Regions from separate parts of the Gossypium hirsutum genome. Here region 2 is linked to region 1. The links are chromatin contacts, called in public Hi-C maps. All regions are on one chromosome and are shown on one strand. Each heading gives the region's core, a stretch centred on a gene start, on an enhancer-like site or on the middle of the called end of the contact. The rest is flanking DNA. Distances are from core to core; before and after follow the strand shown.

Region 1 (3,811 bases), core at 193-2,692:
CATATACACCAAAGAAAAAAAAACAAAAGATAAGAGTGCCCTTTTAATTATATACCAATTAAAAGTTTAATATACAATGTTGAGAGGTGATAGATTACAATAGATGGACTAAAAGCAGACAGTAAAAAGACGGCTAATTCTAAGTTACTGGAGCAAGTAGACCAGTTTTTAAGGTTGTAGAATCTATGACAGATAAACAGACATTAAAGCTTGGATTAAATTCGAAGGTTAAACAGTTATGTAGGTGGTGATCTACATTTGCTTTCATATTGTAAAATTTCACAACCAGTTTTACATGCGGGGATGGTAGAACAATGACTTATGACCTTGAAAGGGTAAAATGCTAAAAGGACTTTTGAGTAGAAATTCTTTTTTTATATCTAGCAATGGGACTTCACCACTGCGCTGTTCACAATATCATATATGTTTTTAAGTAGCTATAACACACTTAAACTCCAATTAGAGAAGTTGAAGAAGTCACGGGACAATTCCAATTGAGTAATTCTTCTATCATCTGCAGTGCAATCCTATCTTCTTCCCCCATTAGGTTCCCGGCTTCGATCTCATCCGCCGTAGTTGACGACCCCGGCGACAGTGTCCTTCTGTCTCCGGACGCCGGGGTATCAACCTTCTTATTCCCAAGCTCAACCCTCATGACCCAATTGGAACTCGATCGATTCCCTGCACGCTTTTGCCACACACCTATATGAGCATTATCGGTATCGAGCCTGAGGCAAGTCAAAGAAGGAGATTGGTCTTTGCAACACTTCCTCAGCTTAGCATTCAAAAGCTCGGCCAAGGCCTTAGGGGGCAATGGAGACCGATCATCATCATCATCATCATCACCGCCACCACCACCACCACGAGCATTTTGTTCACCAGGGTGAGCAGCCTTGGGGAAATTGGTCTTTGCATTTTGGCCGTTCATCAAAATAGCAGCTTGGTCATATGCCCTTGCAGCAGCCTCAGCTGTCTCGAATGTCCCTAGCCATACCCTTCTCTTCCTGCAAATATAAAAACACCATCAAATTCACAGCATAAAACCAGACAAGCATATACATATATATTTATGGCAATTAATGGGGTGATAATGTGAGTGGGTGGGTGTGGTAATTACAGCAAAGGGTGGCGAATTTCGGAAACCCAAGAGCCCCACTGACGCTGCCGAACACCTCTGAATTTCTTTGATTGTACCATGTCTTGTGATGGAGAGAAAGACTTGAGTGCAGAGATATCATAAATATGGAAGGTGATGAGGTTGCAGTTTTTAAGAGGGGGGAAATGTGAAAAAAATTATATATGAGGCTGTGAGCTGTCTAGATGTATTTAATGGAAAAGTCTCGAGGTAATTAGTATACTACTTTGCTGCAATAAAGATTTCCACCTACACACCAGGAAAGAGCTAGGTTCCAAAACAGAAAAAGAAAGAAAAAACAGCTAGATAACATTTTGACTATCTTCTTCATTATACTAGTAAGTACTAATAATGTTCACTAGCTAGGTAATCAAATTAATTGGATTTCAAAAGAAAAAAGAAAAAAAAAACCGGTGATAAAATAATACTACCTCTATGAAACATAGATTTGAAAATTCATGATAAGAATACAATGCATATGTTATCCACAAGTATAAAAATATGAATATATTAAATCTAAAAATATTAGGAATTCAAAATTACTACTAACTAGGAATCTAATAAGTTTGAGAAATTATTATGGATCTTACATTTTAAATATTTTATTTCTTAATTTACATTATTTTTTAAATCCAAATTGTAATTTTAAAATTAAATTCCCAAACACTACCCTAAACAATTTTGTATCTAATAGCCAAGTATTAATTTGAAATTTATATTATAAAAAAATTAACAATTTTTACACACAAATTGGAGTAAAAAAATTAAGACTTAAAAAACTAAGAACAAATAAAATAATTTTATTTATAAAATTTGAGTTAAAATTTTTGGAAGTTTCTTGAACACAAAGAAATCATTTTATTCTTCTGTTTAATGAAGCTTCGATCTAAAGGTTGTTTAAACTTGATTTTGAAAACAAGTTTGGATAGTTGTTTGTTTGAGAATTGATCTAAGAGTCTTTGAAACTTGATCTTAAGTCAACGAGGTTCACTTCAAAAGTTCCCAAGACTTGATTCCGAAGAATGATTTTTATCTCCTTTATGTTGGTGCAATCAAATTAGGGAGAGATTTGCTCAAGGTTCTTTAAAACTTGATTTTGGATAGAGAATTCCACTTAAAAGCTTTCTAGACTTGATTTTGAAGAACGAATTTAAACTTCTTTGTAAAGTTGAACAAGATTGGAAGTAGCTTTTTCTAGAATTGATGCGACATTCTTCAAAATTTTTGAGTTCTCAATTTTTTCAGAGATTTGGAGAAAGTCTCTAGTGTTCAAAATCTTCTCTTAAAGTTTTGATTTTTAAACTTTCAAAATTATGAAGTTGTGTTGAATGATTTGTAAGTTATCTCCTTTTATAATGCCAATCAATTAAGTAAAAGAGAATTCATATAGACTATAACTTATTAATTTGGGTGATATACAAGGATTAAACCTTTTTTTAATTTATTATTTATCTCATATTTGTTTAAATTAAATATATATAAAATAATCCTTAAAGAATATGATATGTTTATAAAAGTTTTCTAAAAGGATTTAATTTCTTAGTTTATCTTTTTTTTAATTAATTTAATTTAATTAAAGATAAATAATAAATAATTTTGATTCATCCAAAATTTTCTCAAACCTACAAATTGCCTTTCAGGACTTAGTCACACAAATGGTTTGTGTTGAGTATAGAACATAGACAAGCCTTAAAACTTAGTTTGCTTTTAATATCGAAAATTTTCATCTTTTAATATTTTTTTGCCATCAACAACTTTTCTTTTCATTTGGAATGAACACGCAATAAAACTAAATTGCATGTGTATAATCATTTTTTAAAGGTCAAGTCATGAGATAGTTCATTTTTTTAGATGTACAATTTAATCTCATGCTTAAAAGTGATACAATCGTTTAAACTTATGCTTAGGAATATTATTTATTAGATGAACAATTTAAGATAATATTTAGGAGCATCATATTTTTAGAATTTAGATGAATAGTTTAAACTCATGCATAAGGGCATCATCATCATCATCATCTCTTTTTGGATGCATGATTTAAACTTTTGCTTAAGAGCATCACTTTTTTTTTAGATGAATAGTTTAAATTTGTGCTTAGGAGTAATATCATTTTATTTTCTTGTGTTTAAGAGCACAATATAACCTTTTAAGCTCAAGCATATGAGTGATGTTTTTTGTTGACCTCTTTAACATATAAATGAAGTCCACCTATTTTGATTCTGATATCTTTGAAGAAGACAGTTGCCTCTATTCCTTCGAAGATCCATTATTTTTGTGCTTAAAACCAATATAATAGGATCAAAATGAGTTGAAATTTATAGTTTTATCCAACATATTGGATTGAAAGACCATGATGATTAGTGTCAAGTTTGATGACGTGGCTTCTTTTTCAAACTCACTTTTTCCTTATTTATAGAGGCATGTGATTTGTCTTTTGAAAAAAAAACACTTCTCAATAGAGTGGCTAATCAAAAGATGATACCTTGTGATAATTTGGTTCATTTACTCGATTGAAATTTTCAGGTCATTTTATCTTAGTTTATCGAATTAGCTTAGCTTTTAAAATCTCTGCAAGTATGATTGGTAAATTAGTATCAAGGAAATGCTAGTTTTTGTCTTGCCTCTCTTTTGGGGTAAAGTTTGCTTTGCCTTTGATTTGAGTAGAAATAGGTTAGA
Region 2 (3,501 bases), core at 602-3,101, 180 kb after region 1:
GTCCTACGGGACAGTCCAAATGGGTTTCAAATGCCAACTTGGATGTCCTACGTGGTAGTCTAAATTAAATTTATTTAATTAAAAACCTATTTTCATTCTAGCAACTGGATATTGAAGCTAATATTTAACCAATTTGGACTGCCATGTAGGATTGCCATTAGGGAGGTAACGAAGTTTAACAGTAGAGTAGCCACTTCGTAACAAAATGATAACATAAGTGACTAAAATATAACATTTCAAACATAAGTCACTAAAATGTAATCTGCAGCAAATAAAAGTGACTATTTTTACAATTTACCCTAAAATATTTCTCCTTTGTAATCACTACAGGTCTAAACGTAGAGTATTTATTTCTCGTCTAAAAACAAAATTTTATAAATTTTAATTCCATAAAATATGCTTTAATTTTTTATAGAATTTTAGTTTGTTTATTTTTATTTTAAAAAATTAATCTCTTTATTTTTCTAATTTAAAAACGTAAGTTCAGTTGTTAGCACTATTACAATTCTTTTATTAAATTTAAGTTTATTACAACATTATTTTCTTGTCACATGGCTACCAAATGAGTTTTTTTCTTTTTAAAAATTGAAAATGTCACGAAAACAAATTCAACAAAATAATTTTAATAGTGTTAATAATTAGACTTGAATTTGAAATCTAAAAAGAAGAGGGACTAAATCCCTGGAAATAAAAAGTTGATGGACTAAATTTAAAATGCAGGAAGAGTATAGGGACTCAAACCATATTTTAGCCTTTTATATATTTGGGTTGTTTTTATATTATATATTTTAGGGTTAATATATCATTTGTCACCTTAGTTTAGTTTTAATGTTCAATTTGGTATCCATACCAAACAAAATCATATAATCCAATGAATGTTTAACTCGTGCACTTTAGTAAAAAATGCATAGGTACTTAATTGGGAAAAAAAGAGCTCAGGTACCAAATTGAACATCAAAGTCAAACTCAAGTACTTAATTACATCAAATTAAAAGAATTTAGGTATCGAATATTGAAGCTAAACTTAAGTACCAAATTGGAGAAAAAACTTAAGTACCAAATTAAATATAATTAAAGACAAACTCATGTACCAAAGAGTATATATTAACCCTATATTTTACGCAAAATTATAATATCAATAATTTATTTTATATAAAATTTGATACTTTAAATTATCATATTTTTAACAATGATTTAATTTATATCATAAGTTATTTAGTTTCTACCTACAAAACCGAAGCTTAACATAGATCATATAAGGAAAAATACCTATCATTTATGCAATTAAAAAAAAGTTGAACATATGGCATAGACAAAATACTATATTTCTATGGAATTGCTTCACATATTAGTAACTTTTCATGGATTTATGAGAGAAAAAAAAGACATCTATATTTCAAATTGACAATTTATGATCGGAGAACAAGAAAACAGTAAGATTATAATTGAAATTTCACTATGATCAGAAAGATAAATGGTAGTATAAAATCCAGAAATTACTCCCCCTATTTTATTTGTCAAAATTTAGTTCGAAAGTCAAGAAGTTAGTTTAATTATGGTAATACATGAATTTGAATCGGTGATTTTTATTAATTTGTTTCATATAATTTGTTTAATTATTATTTTTACTGATGTCGTAAATATAAATAGTTGAATTGTTGATTTGCATATAAATTATTTAACTATTATTAATTTTCGTAAAGCAAAAGGGAAATACCTTAACGAATTAAAGTAGGAGGACTAACTTCTTAATTCTTGTAAAATAAAGGGACCAATTAAAATAGACTCAATTTTAAGATAATAAAGGGAGCATAACAACAAAAAGGCCAATTATAAAAAAACCAACAAAAGAAAAAGTGGTAAGTGGTATTGAAAATGGTGGTGGGGGAGAAGATAGAGAGTATTGAAGGAAAAAAAAAAAAAATAAAACGACATTTTTGCTCAAATACATTGCATGTGGGCATCTTTCCAGTGTATTATCACATACCCAAGCCTCTCTCCTCTCATCATAAAACCAACCCCTTTTTTCCTTTACCTCTCATCTTTCATTTCTCATTCTCCACAGTTTCTTTCTTTCACTCTTTTTTTTTTTGCCCTATCTAATAGGGTTCCAATCATCTTCAAGCTCCAATCTTTCTCATGCATTCGTGTATTCAAGCCATACACGGTGACGTTTTAGCCTTCTTCCTTTTTGGGTCTCTTTTTTTGTCTCTCTTTGGAGGGTTTTTGGGCGTGGAACAGTGCATATTTGACCTCCCGGGGTTTTTTGAGCTGTACTCATGTCAAAGCTCTTTGCTTTTAGTGGTAAGCTCTTCATGTTTGCTAGTTATTATTATTATTTTTTTTTTGTAATTCTCAGCTGTTGTCTTATATGTGGATACCCTTTTTCTTTATATGAACAAATTTTAGATTTTTGAGATATCTTAGGTAACTTAGGGTACTCGTCTTTATCATTATTGTAAAAGTATCATGGATGGTTTTAATAGCCTTTTAGCAAAGATTTTTTGTTTCATGGTATTTGGTTGACTGGATAAATGTGGAATTTTTTAGTCTTGGTTGTAAATTAGTTAATTCAGTTAGATAAGGGAGGAAAAAATTAGCAGCCTTTAGGTGATTCTAGTTGTAGATTAGGTGCCTCTGGCACAAGTCTGATTGTTCATTTTTTTTCATGCCACTTATTAGATTAACCCTCAACTGTCAAATATGTGAAGAGATTTTGATGTTATGCACGAACTTTGAGGATGTTTCTTACCTTAATTTCTTTTATGGTTTAATGATTCTTTCTACTTGAAAGCAATAAAGGAGTTTTGGTTGTAGATCAGGTCTATTCTGACTGGATCTGTTCGGACGACTGTCTTTTAGGCAGTAGGTTGTTTGTTCAGTTACATAGGACAGGACTACATCTGAGATGGACTTTCTGAGTTATAAGCTCCATCTAGTTCATAGATCTTGTATGGTGTGAAAGTTAAATATTCTTAGGTTTCTTTGTTAGCCTCCTTATGTTGTTCTTAGGTTCCTAGACAAGTGCTATTTGATCAATAAACATCTTTCAAAAATTTTAGCTCGGTTTTCTTGTAATTTGCTTCGTTGATCTCATAGTTGTTCTTTGTATTGGTTTGCAGGAAGTGATGATTTTTGCCCTGGGGGGTCAATCTACCCAAACCGCAAGGAGTCAAGTCTCTTTTTTTACCCTAACCAGGATGTGTATTTCCCTCCTTGCAAGAGGTGCCGCGTCAGTTCCCCATTCGTTTTCGCTGGAGGGAAGTTTGAGCAAAAGAAGCCTTCAATAGAGATCCTCCCCGATGAATGCTTATTTGAAATCTTCAGACGGTTACCTGGAGGCCAAGAGAGGAGTACCTGTGCTTGTGTTTCCAAGCGCTGGCTTACACTTGTAAGCAACATCCGTAGAGATGAAATCAATGATAATAAAACCACCCAAGCATCAGATCTTGAGTACGAGAGTACCGATAAAAAAGGTGGAGTTTCTTCTGAGGATGTAGA

Evidence for each region. Hi-C and Micro-C count contacts between places; a contact is called where the count stands out from the background.
Region 2: a contact with region 1 is called in a Hi-C map of leaf, with 2.3 times the contacts expected there. The contact joins the promoter of LOC107961679 here to the promoter of LOC107962894 in region 1. A contact is called at or near these places in 11 of 34 Hi-C or Micro-C datasets (anther, callus, fibers and 3 more).

Annotation. Positions count from the first base shown.
Region 1 is chrA06:37,147,758-37,151,568 of Gossypium_hirsutum_v2.1, forward strand. LOC107962894 (ethylene-responsive transcription factor SHINE 2) reads right to left here and starts at 1,443. Exons shown (of 2, transcript XM_016899444.2): 1 at 1,118-1,443; 2 at 26-1,004. The coding sequence starts at 1,197. The coding sequence ends at 449.
Region 2 is chrA06:37,326,151-37,329,651 of Gossypium_hirsutum_v2.1, forward strand. LOC107961679 (EIN3-binding F-box protein 1) reads left to right here and starts at 1,852. Exons shown (of 2, transcript XM_016897757.2): 1 at 1,852-2,304; 2 at 3,123-3,501. The coding sequence starts at 2,280.